2 separate regions of the Triticum aestivum genome follow, and region 1 is linked to region 2. A link is a contact called in public Hi-C data. All regions are on one chromosome and are shown on one strand. The core of a region is the stretch at or near the end of the contact, and the rest is flanking DNA. Distances in the headings are between cores, read along the strand shown.

Region 1 (5,899 bases), core at 3,106-5,605, 140 kb after region 2:
TGATATTCGAACACATTCTGCAGCTGCTCTCAAGCCTCCAGCGGCTGCACAAGAAGACAACACATGCCTCTTTACCAGGAGTGCAAAGGACAAGACCTGCTGGGTAGCCCATGTAACCAGCTCAGATGCATAACATGACTCATCACCAAAAACTTCCACAGAATCACTGAGCGCCTGAGCTACAACTGAAAAAACTTGTTGAGCAAGTGCAGCAGTGTATGCCCCACCATATGAAGTGCTTGAAGGATGTATAGTTTGCAAATTACATTGAAGCCTTTGATTATGTGCACTGAGTAACACACTGTGAGCTCGAGGGCCATCACCAAGCCTTTTTAGAGCAGAAGTGGCAGCACGGAGCTCAATGCCATGAGTAGAAGACTGACAAGCAGCTTCAGCAAGCTGGTCTGTCAGCTTTTGACGATTATCAGAGACGACACTTCTCAAAGCCGAAATTTCAACTGTAGTTAGAGTTTGTGTCCGGTCTGCAGCAACTCGCTCCGCTTCATCTAGTGCATCTAGCGCTTCATCCACTCTTCTCTCAGCTAGCAAAACATCAACCATGTCTGGGAAATCTGCAGACCGTTTCTATATTTCTGAAGGCTCCTGGCCATCAACATTGGATATGTCCTCTTCTGTAGAACCTCCAGTGCCAGAGTCAGGGAATCTATCTGAACTCCTTCAGATAGACCATGGATTAAAGCTGCCTGTGTATTGAGTAAATTACTAATTGACAACCCCCAAGGACTTCTTCGTGTCGCATTGGAAGCTCAAGATGGGGTTGAGTCAAGATTCTTTTCTCCGGTAACCGACCGGTTACTGGAAATTCCCCTGCCTCCTGAATTTTCTTTGTGACCGTTTTTTCTTTAATTTTGAATTTAAACGTTAAGGCCATGTCAAATTGACCCTGTGTGCCCAATGGATCACACAATGGCTCATGTTTTACTAGAGAAGTCGATGACACCTTAGCCCAAGGTCGTGCGGTTGACTCCCCATGCTGCCGATTATATTTTTTGTGTGGTAGTCACGCTTGGAGGACAAAAACAATCACAGTGCGGCAAGGAGGATCGAACCCACGGCTTTGGCAAGCCCTTCACTTACCATTGCATTGTTTATATATCGGAATTTAGTCCATGATCAAATTATAACAATCTCATGAGAGTATGCATAGCAAAACTTTAATAACTATGTTCTCTCACGATAAGATCCCAACAAAATAGAGAATTATAATAAGCAATCTTAAAGCACCAACAATATGAGGAACATATGTGATGTCCCGATGGGGAACAAGATGGGAGTGGTTGCTTTGAGATTTGTGGGTTCACGTGGCGTTCTTATTATCGCTTTGGTCTGATACATATCTAGTTATCCTGTTTTTACCATGAAGTAGTTTTGTTCCATATATTTGCAGTCTGGAATACAGTCATTGATGGAGTTTACCGGAAATGCTTACTGAATTTCTAGTAAGATGGAGTCTCATTATGATTTCTTTCACGTTTCAGAAACCCTATTATATTGCCCATCACATAGGCCGTTTACACTGCTGTTATGGCAACATCGCCTGTGCCAAATTCTTACCGTCTTCAATCAGTTCACAAAGTAGCAGCTTCTATCCACTGATCCTTCAGATCCACTGATCCTTCTCTTCAGATCCTCAGGTGAGCTTATTATAATCCGTAAATCCTACTGATTTCTTTCTATTTATTAATGATTTAAATTTGTCTAAGTTTGTCATCTGAGAAACTTGAGAAGCTTGGGTGGACCTGCCTTGAGGCCTGTAGAGAAGACCCTGGGGCTGGGGGACAGCGTCGAATCCTACAGAGCATCTGGCATCCTGAACTGAGCATCCAACTGGGACAAGCTTGGTTGTTGATCCTTGCCAAACTAGAATTATATTGACCATTTTTCAACACCCATATCAACTGCTGGTGTACAGATTCAGAATGGTACGAGAGTCAGACATCCTCAGCTAGATGAGTACGTCTTTCCATGTCTCAGTTTGTTGGCGTCCGTCAATGAAACTAAAGAAGTATAGCATGTCGAGAGTGGGAGACACAGAACTGTTCATATGAAAATCAATTCCATTCATTGACTGACCATCATGTTGAACTGAAAACAGGGGCCTGCTGGAACGACTGGATCGCCGCAACCCTAGAAATCAGTAACTGCTGCTACCCACTTGCGTTCGGATTTCAGAGAAAATTCAGGGAGACAAACTTGAGCATACATATTAGTAGTAGAATATAGATGGGGGCGATTTGGGGGTTACCTTCTGAGCATATTACCGTTGTCGCCTGGGGTGGAGCCCTTCGTGGCTGAGCAGGCGGTTGAATCCATCTGCGCTGCTGCCGCCGATCCAGTGCGGGGTGAGGAGGGAGGGAGCTGTGCTACAGCGCGGGGTGTGCACCGCTGCTGCTGCCGGGCTCCATAAACTGTCCGGACGGACGGCCCGGTCAGTGCCTGGTCAGAGAAAAAAAAGTTGGCTTCCCAAGCCGGTCGCTCACGCGTGGGCTGACCGGCACCCTACAAACGCAGCTCAAATCTGAGGCGGGTATGTGTAGGACCCAGCCGCACACCGTGGACTGTCGAGCTCCAGCCGCACACCGTTTGGTGGCGGATCTGACGGCTAGGCCCCTCTGGCCGTCGACGCCTAACTGCACCGGCGACCACAAGGGGAAGGGGACGGCGAGGAAATGGCGGTTTCCTCCGCCCTTCTTCGTCTCTCCGTTTTATCTGTTTTTTTTAATGTTTAATTAGTATTGTCCGGTGATGAACACTTGTTCTTTTGGTTGCCCTACCTATGACTGTTACTATGTGATTGATGTCCGAATTATGTACTTTTGTTGCTAATGTGTTGATATATATATAGTTTTATGTTTTACATTGCATGAGTTGCATGGATACGAAGGAGACGCTTACAGAGGCAGCAAAATGAGGGGTGATTGGTCATGGTTCCCGGACGTTTGAAGTGGAAAATGAAGGGTGACCAGTCATGGTTCACGGACGTTAGAAGCCTCAAAATGAGGGGGTGACCGGTAGACCTGGCCATCCTCCGGGCCAGGCCGGGCTTTGGGCCGGGCCAGACCAAGCCTGAGGTAGAAAACTCAGGCCCAAGCCCGGCCCGGCCGTCGGGCCTACTTTTCAGGCCCAAGCCCAACCTGTCACGGCAAAAAAAACACCAGGCCTTGGGCCGGGCCTCTTCAGTAAATAGCAGAAATAACGGGCCCAGGCCCAGCCCGACCTAGTCTTCCGGCTCAAAACCTAGGCCCAGGCTCGGCCCGGGAGATGCGTCGGTCTGGGCTGCCCATGTCCAGGACTAGTGACCGGTCATGGTTCGCGGACGTTTGAAGGGCCGGATTAGTGGCCGTAGATGCTCTTTGAGTTTTACCATTACTATTTTCTCAGCATGGCACATAGGATGCACGCAGCGCATAGGATTCTTCTGCCGTCCGTGTCCGTCCCGGTGTGATAAACAAAGGCAGGTGGGGCGCGGGGTCTGTATCATATCATGGTGGGAGCAGCACCGAAAGGGACCAAAACTCGTGGGCCGTGTCGGGCACGGGTGCGACTTTTCTGGCACGCCCAGATCTGGCCTCGGTACCAGGCAATTAATACGAAATTAATGAATTCCGGCCGGAACGATCAGGCAGGCGCGAGCCAGCTGCGCAAACAACTACGTGCTCATAACAGACGCCACACAAAAGCCGCTAGAGATCAGGCCAGATGCGCACGCAAGCCGTGAGGCTCTCCTATCCTTTCTCCGTTTCTTCCTCTGCCCATGGCTCTGCCAAACCTCGCCGCCGGACGCTCCCGTCGTCGGCGCCTGCCCGCCGCCGGGCCGACCAGGCCTTCTCGACCCGACGCATGCGTGCGCTGGGCGTCGCTCGAAGCACGCCGCTGGATCGGACGTGTGACGTCGCCGTCGTCGTCCAAGCACGGCACACCGCCGGATCGATCCCCCCGTGTCGATGCAAGGCCGGCCGGGCCGTCGTCGGTGCACGTCGCCGGATCGGAAGTCGCCGCCGGCGAATCGCCCCGCCGGTGCCGACGTATGGCTGGGCCGGTCGTCCAACCACGTGCGCGCACCTGGCTGGATCGATTCGGTGAAGCACAACGTTTGATCCAAGTCGTGGACGAGAAGGAGGGATCGCCGTGCATCATCGGCTTGCCGCGAGGAAGCCAAATTTTCACAGGTAAATTCCTCTTCTTCTTTTTTTGTTTGCGATTGTTTGCATCAAAGTCCATGTTCGTTTCAAATCAGCTGACCCTCGTATAATCCTCGTGTTGAAAACCTCGCCGGTTATGGGAGACACCTCTGGCAAAGATGAGAAATTTAATTGACCTTCACGTTGGTAAGAACACACGGCTGTACACAGATCCATGCATAATCTCCCGGTCTGAAAACATAAAAGGAAAAAAATGACCAGAAAGGGAATCTAGCTTCTCTTGAGCTATTTATTTATTTACTTACTATCAAGGCCTGCAATATTCTGCACAAGAAACTACTAAACTTTTTTCAACAAGATGCCACATGTACAGTAATTCCTCTAGTTGTTGCTGCTGTACGAGATAATATTCCAAGTACCTTGGTCATACTGAGATGCCACAGTGCAGGTTTGTTCAGTGGCGAAAGAGTAGAGGATAGGATAACGAAAGCAGAGTCTGCCCAGGGTCATCCAACGATCGTGCCAGAACGAAACGGCCATGCCAAAGGTTTACTTCAATCCATTTAGCTAGAGATAGTCCACGATGTGCCATAGTATGCAAAGTTTGCACATTTCTAACCGGTCCTTTATAAACGGTTAGAGGAGTAAAAATACGGTTTTACTCCTCTAATCGGCACCTAGTCACCCTGAATGAAGGGAGGGGGGAGCTTGGCGGCGACGCGGACGTAGGGGTTGTGAATGGTCTGTGGTGGGCTGCTAGCTAGATGCCATGGGCGCCGAGGAGGGAGGGCGCCGCGGCGGGGAAGGGGAGCTTGAGCGGAGAAAGGAGTTGTGAATGGTCTGTGCTGGGCTGCTAGCTACATGCCATGAGGGACGGGGCAACTACCGCGGCGAGTGGGTGGGTGGTGGGACGCAGCTCCTCTGATGTGCCGTGACGCCCACTGACATGTGACCCCGGGCCCACGCGTCAGTGGCGCAACGTCAGCGGGCTGTACGTCAGAGGATCTGGCTCCTGGGTGGCGTGGTTTCGTCTCGCGGTCGGCGGCCAAGTACTAGAGCACCTGAAGAAAAGTTTTGCGAGAAAACCAAAGACTCGAGCGCCAAAATTTACTCAAAGATTACGTGCACAACAGACATGCGCTACTGAAGAAGCAAAGTCGATTATGGGCTTACTCCGGACAATAAAACTGTTATATTCACTACATGCAAGCAGTTATATATGTTAGCTTTTCTTTATATACTACACGAAACCAGAGGCATCATAAAGAAAATGTCAGGGGAATAGCTAAACAAAAGGGAAGGAAGGAAGTAGGCACCAGCTGCATATAATAGTTCACTTTAGTAAACATGTTTGCAAGATTGTACATATCGGATCATAATGACAACTCCTTAGGGTTCCATACATGACTTTGGGCAGGGTCAAAAAGTTGCCAAACGAAAAACTGTGGCATACACCCTAGATACCTCCCAACCAAGATTTGTTTCCATCTTTATCTTTGCTTAATTTGCTCTATTAGATTGTGAGAATAACATTCACATATTTTAGTTTATGTAATAACCGAAAAAGGCTTTGCCCCACTTTATATATAAAGCAAACCACCAGAGCCAATAAGTTCAACACAAAGATCCACACCACACGACACACACATGGTAGCACATGAGCAAAAGTACAAAGGTTAATGATGAGAGCACAACAACAAGCCCCAAGAAATAAAAGCAACATACAACAGCCACGG
Region 2 (6,101 bases), core at 1,044-3,543:
AATCAGCGCCCTAAAATACGCACCAATCAATCAAAAAATGACAAAACAATATGAGCTGCCTCATCGTAGTCGGTGAGGGGTGGTTGTTGAACCTCGCGTGTCCGTCCGGCAGCTTCCTCCTTAGGCCTTGTTTGGCAGGAGGGTATTTTAAGCCCCAATGTGGTTGGGGATTACAGGGGATTTGGTGAATCCCTCCCCTTCATCAAATCGCCTCCCATCCTCCAATAATCCCCAATCCTCAGCACCGTACTACAAATGAATGTGTTTGGTAGACAGTGATTGTTATATTGATAAAATCTTCCACTCCCTCCGAACCATATTAATTTGTCGTTTTGGTATAAAGTTGTACTAAATGAGCGACAATTAATATGGATCGGAAGTAATAGAAATCCATATTTTAAGTCAAGATAATGCAAATAATAAGCTTTCACCCGTTACATTGCAAGTCTACCGAGTGTCATACATCTAGGAGTCTGCCAAAAGTTCATTAGGGTTGTTTGGATGATAGCCAGCAATAGCCGAACCAATTTTTTGGCGTTGACCATGCGCGTGGGCACTCATCTGGATGGGAGCCCCAGTTTCGGTTCTTAACCAATTTTTTGGCCACCATTCAATCCCTGCACACTTTTTACGCCAACAAGCCGGTGAGACCATGGCGGCAAAAACCTGCGCCAAAAAATTGGCATGGCGCGATTTGGTGGGGCTAGCCTGGGCACTATCCATACAGCCCCATAGTAACAAATTGCCAACTTTTTATCGTACGAGAAATCAAAGAAGCCAGAGTTCCCCACTATTAAGTGAACGAAAGGTAAAAGTAGCAACCACTAAGCTTTAACTAGCCGCTTCGATTTCCATTATCTACAACTATGCTGCCCTCTAGCAAACATGAGATTAATTTTCATGCCCAGACTATGCTATGAAAAAATACCACGGAGAAGCTTGGATACTGATTTGTGGTAACTTACCGAACAACAAGTGTACAAAAACAATACCAAGCATTGGAACTTTTCTTCTTTCCTCCTGCTGCTCACCTTTGGCATTATAGTGTCCACCAGCAAGAACCTCCATCATAAGCAGCAGGAGGACAGAAGAAAAGTGTCCACCAGCAAGAACCTCCCCTTTTTCTGCTCACCTTTGGCATGCACACAAGGTAAAGTTTAGCTACATTACACCAGTCGTTTGGGCATTAAACTTTTCGTTATAGTTTATAAACAAGACAGGAAGGCAAGATGACAATGCATGAGGAGTAGGAACATAGCTTCACAAGAATAGATCAACATTTTGTTATAGGATATATCAAGGATTGAAAGAAAGTATATTTGATATCAAGGACGATCAAAGAAAGTTCAGAGTTTACAAAAAAATCAGTGGAAACCACAAGCATATCTTAGAAACAACATACAGTTCGAAACTGCTACCATGCATAATTTTGCAAAAGTTTCAGATTTTACAAGGTGCATTCTCACATTCTGCCAGCCTTCCATGTAATCCATTCAAGATACCATGTTTACTGTATAAACAAATAAAATTCCTTTTCCAAGCCAAGGCCTAAGTGGCAGAAGATGGCGCTGTATCAACACGGTATATCTTGATAATGCATACTCGGTCCTTACATACAAATCGAAACATGGCATGCCATGGTCCATCATGCACCCAGTATTTTCGAAACAAATTGTAAATTTCCAACAGGCCATGACTACCTTTCATTCATGTGAAGTATATATAGTTATTAAAATACCCATATTGTAGGACTGTACTGCAGACAATTTTAGTGTTATCATGCAGGTTCAGATACATAACACAATATCATGCAGGTTCAGATACCAATTTTAATATATTTTTTTCAATTACAAGTTTAATTTTTTTTAATTGAAGACAAGATTAACTTTTAAAAATACATGGTCAACACTTTTTCTATACTTATTAAATATTTTATGAATGCTTGATTAATATTTTTCAAATACTTTTTAAATAAATTCAATTGCTTGATTAAAAAATTCAATACGTGATCAACTTTTTCATACGCATTTTATATTTTTTGTATACATTTTCCATATACTTGAGAAATATTTACTCTATACACATTTAACATTTTTAAGTGCTTGTTTAACAATTGTTTTCAAAAAATTTATGTCAATTTTCTTTTAGGGAATGTAAATTAAGTATAAACGAAAGTAAAAAAATGGAAATAAAAAAACGAGGCCATCGCCTCCCGCGCGCTTGGCCGGCCCATCTGGCACTCCCCCGGCGCGAGGCTTCCGTATGTCTCGCTGAGCGAGACATATGACAGACCCCGGCAAGGGGCCAGACCCTCCGCCTCCGGCACCGACAGACCCCGGCAAGCAAGCAGACGACTCCACCGCCGCCGCCGCCGAGGGTTAGGATTGGGGGCATAATGCTGCGTCTCATCTCCGGCCAAGCCCGCCCCAACCACCCACCCACGCCCTCTTCCCCTGGTGTGGCGACAGGGCCTCGCTGCCCGGCCAACTCACACCCCCTCTCGCCGTGCCCGCCGCGAAGTAGACGCCCGGCCGGCGGCGAGGACGGCGAGGTAAGCCAGCCAACCGCAGTAACACACATCCATGCCCTCTTTTCTTTTGTGTTGTTGGTAGGACGTGGGTGACAATATGAACTTGCTGAATCTGAACCTGAAAAAGCCTGTTTTGTCCTCTGTAACCACCAGCTCGACCTTTAATTAATTATTAAGTATCCCCCAAAGCGTTGCCCTCTTGATCTGTAAGCTTTGATTACCAGTATTAGCCACGGCAAATTATTTGACTTGATTCGATGTTGCTTCTAGTGAAAAATAAAACGTGTCATATGGCAATTCTGGTCAGACGGGTTACTACCTCGAGGAAATTAAGGCGCAAATATTGGTGGAAAGACAATCTCATTTATCTACAGTGGGGACACTTCTGAAGAAGAAAATTGCGCATTTTTGTATTTCTTAGCGGTCACCGACCCTGAATAATGAACCAAATTCAGCATCCTGAGTTACTCATTTTGTACAGCTTCACCCGCTGCCATCACCAGCTATCATCATTAATTATCCGCAAAGACCCAAAGTTGTCTATTTAATAACAATTTCATGGTGAGTGGAGACAGGTATTACGGCATACATAATACTAGGATCAGGATGGTGTCATTTTATACTAAAGATGCCTGCTTCCTGATGATGCCTTCCTTGAGCTGGTCATCTTGAGTTGTTCTCCAAAGTTTAGATTAAGAAATCTCAAGGGTTGGTAAGAGCAATTATTGGGTTGGTAAGAAGCAGGAGTTTGTCGATCATCATTCCGGCTTTTCTCAGAAACACATTAGGGTCGCAGGAGCTTTGTCTGGTTGTTTGGCTGCTTCTTGATGGCTTCAACAACTAGACTAAGCGTTCCCCAATCACCAAGCCATGACACTGTTTGGTGATTTCAGATCCTGAAGTGCGCAAGGAGGAGGCCACCACAGGTCCAAATCTTGCCGGGTCTACATTGATTAAAAGCCAGGTGTGTTGACCTTGATTTGGTTTTGTTCCTAGTTCTCTTGTCAATATCCTGGGTAGCGAAGTCGATTCAAAAAAATAAGCAGTTTTCCTTGCCATTACAAGCCAGGTATGGTGGTGATTCTTTGGTTTTCACTTGTAAAAGGAACAAGGGGGATTTGAAGATCAAATCCAGCCACTTGTCATCGGTTACAAGCTACCACACTCCGAGTTATACCCATCTCCCATAAGGATTCAGGATCTTCACGATTAAGCTTCAGTGACAACAAGACCAGCCAAGCATCAAGTCTCTTCTTTTCGTGATTGCTGTGACGGTTTCAGATTCAGAAGCGCAAAAGGTGGTTACCAAGAGTAACCTGGGTCTAACCTACGACAAGGAAGGTGCGTTGTTCTTCCCTAGTTTTCTGGCTATCTTAAAGTTGTACTCGGAAGAATCTCCTTCAGTTCAAATAAAAAGCATGTATGTTGTTTCTTGCAGCTATTTGTTCTCCATGCATCTGATATATTAGATAGACAGTGAGGAAATAGAGGACTAAGTTACATGTAACGATCACATTAGTGAACTATCCAAAAGCAGAGTACTCATATTGGCGAGCTAGCTGGTGTGGCAGATTGGTATTTTCAAACCTTGGGGCATTTTAAGTGAGATATCCTATACAGAAACGATGCATGTATGAAAGGTCATTTCCCTGTCACTCCTTCTTGTCAGTTAGTAAAATTAAGTTTGCTACAGTTGACTACTTATTTGGGGGCCTTTTAAGCTGAGATATCTCTATATCGAAGCGGAGCATGCATGGTCAGTTATTTAGTATCACTCATTTTTTCCGGTCAATAACATTAAGTTTATCACATTTGACTATAGCACAGTCTCTAGTGCTTCAGAATTCTCATGGATCTGCCTGTCATAAGTACTATTTTGTTTGATTACGACATTACGTAAGTTAGAGTTAGATAAGTTAATTGTGAAATCATTATGAGGATTACTTTGGCATTGTGGTTTATGAGGATTACATTGAGAGAAGATGTGTATTTCACCTTTCCATTGTGGTTTGAGATTTTTGAAGTATTTCCACAAGTGCTTGTTACTAGCGCAATGCATTAATACTTTAATAGTCAAGTTAATGTATCACTTACTTCATTTTGCAGTGGCCATTGCAATGGTATTGTGGAAAATATACAGCTAGACCACCACGCAGTAGTGAAATATTGGCAATTCTCAGAAAATAATGGCGGAGATTGTGATTCTTCTGACCATTAAGAAGATTGGAATAGCCTTGGCGACTAGAGTGGTAGACCAGGCAAACACACAGTTTGCGAAGTACAGGACACAACTGCTAGAGCTACAGGGCAACATGAGTCGTGTTGCCAGTGAGCTTCGCATAATGCATGATGTTCTCTGTCAAATGGACATACAAAACCGCAACAATCAAGTGTATGAGGGCTGGTTGGAGGAGGCGAGGAAAGTAGCACATGTGATGGAGGATGTAGTGGATGAGTACTTGTGTCTAGTTGGTCGGGAACATGATATAGGATGTTGCTTTTACCTGAAGAAAGGGTGCAAAAAGCCAAGATTTATGCTTTCTTTGAACCGGATAGCTTTCAAGGTGAAGGAAATAGAGAAAGACCTTTCACACTTGTCCGAGGCAAAAAACCGTTGGGTTCCAATGACAATCAATGGGGATACTAGTAACTCGAATTATATTGTCAAGAGGTCCAAAGATCTAGCAAACTTCTCACGTTCCCTTGATGAAGATCTAGTGGGAGTGGATAAAAACAGAGAAAGACTTGAACAGTGGTTGACAGGTGATAATTTGAAATGCTCGGTGATTGCGCTGCTTGGAATGGGAGGACTCGGTAAAACAGCTTTAGCTGCAACTGTCTACAAGAAGGAGAGAGAGAGATTCCAGTGCCATGCTTGGGTCTCCATCTCTCAAACGTATTCTAGAGAGGATGTCTTAAGGAATATAAGTAAGGAACTTTCCAAAGATAATAAAGCCAACATTCTATCAAACACTGCAGATATGGACATCACATGCCTTGAAGAGACATTGAAGAAGTTTCTAGAACAACACAAGTATTTAATCATATTGGATGATATTTGGACTCCAGAAGCATTTGATGAAATGTCTAGGGTGCTTATTCATAATGATAAGGGAAGTAGAGTAATAATCACAACAAGAGAAGGCGATGTTGCTGCACTGGCCTCTCGAGGGCACATCTTAACGTTGGAAGCTTTACCAGAAGACAAGGCATGGGATCTCTTTTGTAAGAAAGCTTTTCCAAGAGATACAAATCATGAATGTCCCATGGAGTTGAAGTCTTGGTCTGAGGAAATAGTTAGCAAGTGCAAAGGCTTGCCTCTTGTTATTGTGTTAGTTGGTAGCCTTTTGCGTGTGCGTGAGAAAACTGTGGAAGAATGGAGAATAATAAATGGTCAGTTGAGTTGGGAGCTAAATAATAATTCGAGGCTCGATCAGATAAGGAATGTTTTACATCTGAGCTTCATCTACCTTCCAACACACTTGAAAAGTTGTTTCTTGTACTGCAGCTTATTTCCAGAAGACCATCTTCTCAAAAGGAAGGAACTTGTAAGGTTATGGATAGCTGAGGG

The links. A called contact is a pair of places that touch in the nucleus more often than the background predicts.
Region 1: a contact with region 2 is called in a Hi-C map of leaf, with 2.5 times the contacts expected there. The contact joins the promoter of LOC123164457 here to the promoter of LOC123168983 in region 2. A contact is called at or near these places in 2 of 5 Hi-C or Micro-C datasets (both in leaf).

Annotation. Positions count from the first base shown.
Region 1 is chr7D:21,964,044-21,969,942 of IWGSC CS RefSeq v2.1, forward strand. LOC123164457 reads left to right here and starts at 4,356. Exons shown (of 6, transcript XM_044581964.1): 1 at 4,356-5,899. It also overlaps the pseudogene LOC123170657.
Region 2 is chr7D:21,827,044-21,833,144 of IWGSC CS RefSeq v2.1, forward strand. LOC123168983 (disease resistance protein RPM1) reads left to right here and starts at 2,294. Exons shown (of 4, transcript XM_044586845.1): 1 at 2,294-3,494; 2 at 3,600-3,871; 3 at 4,637-6,101. The coding sequence starts at 4,717.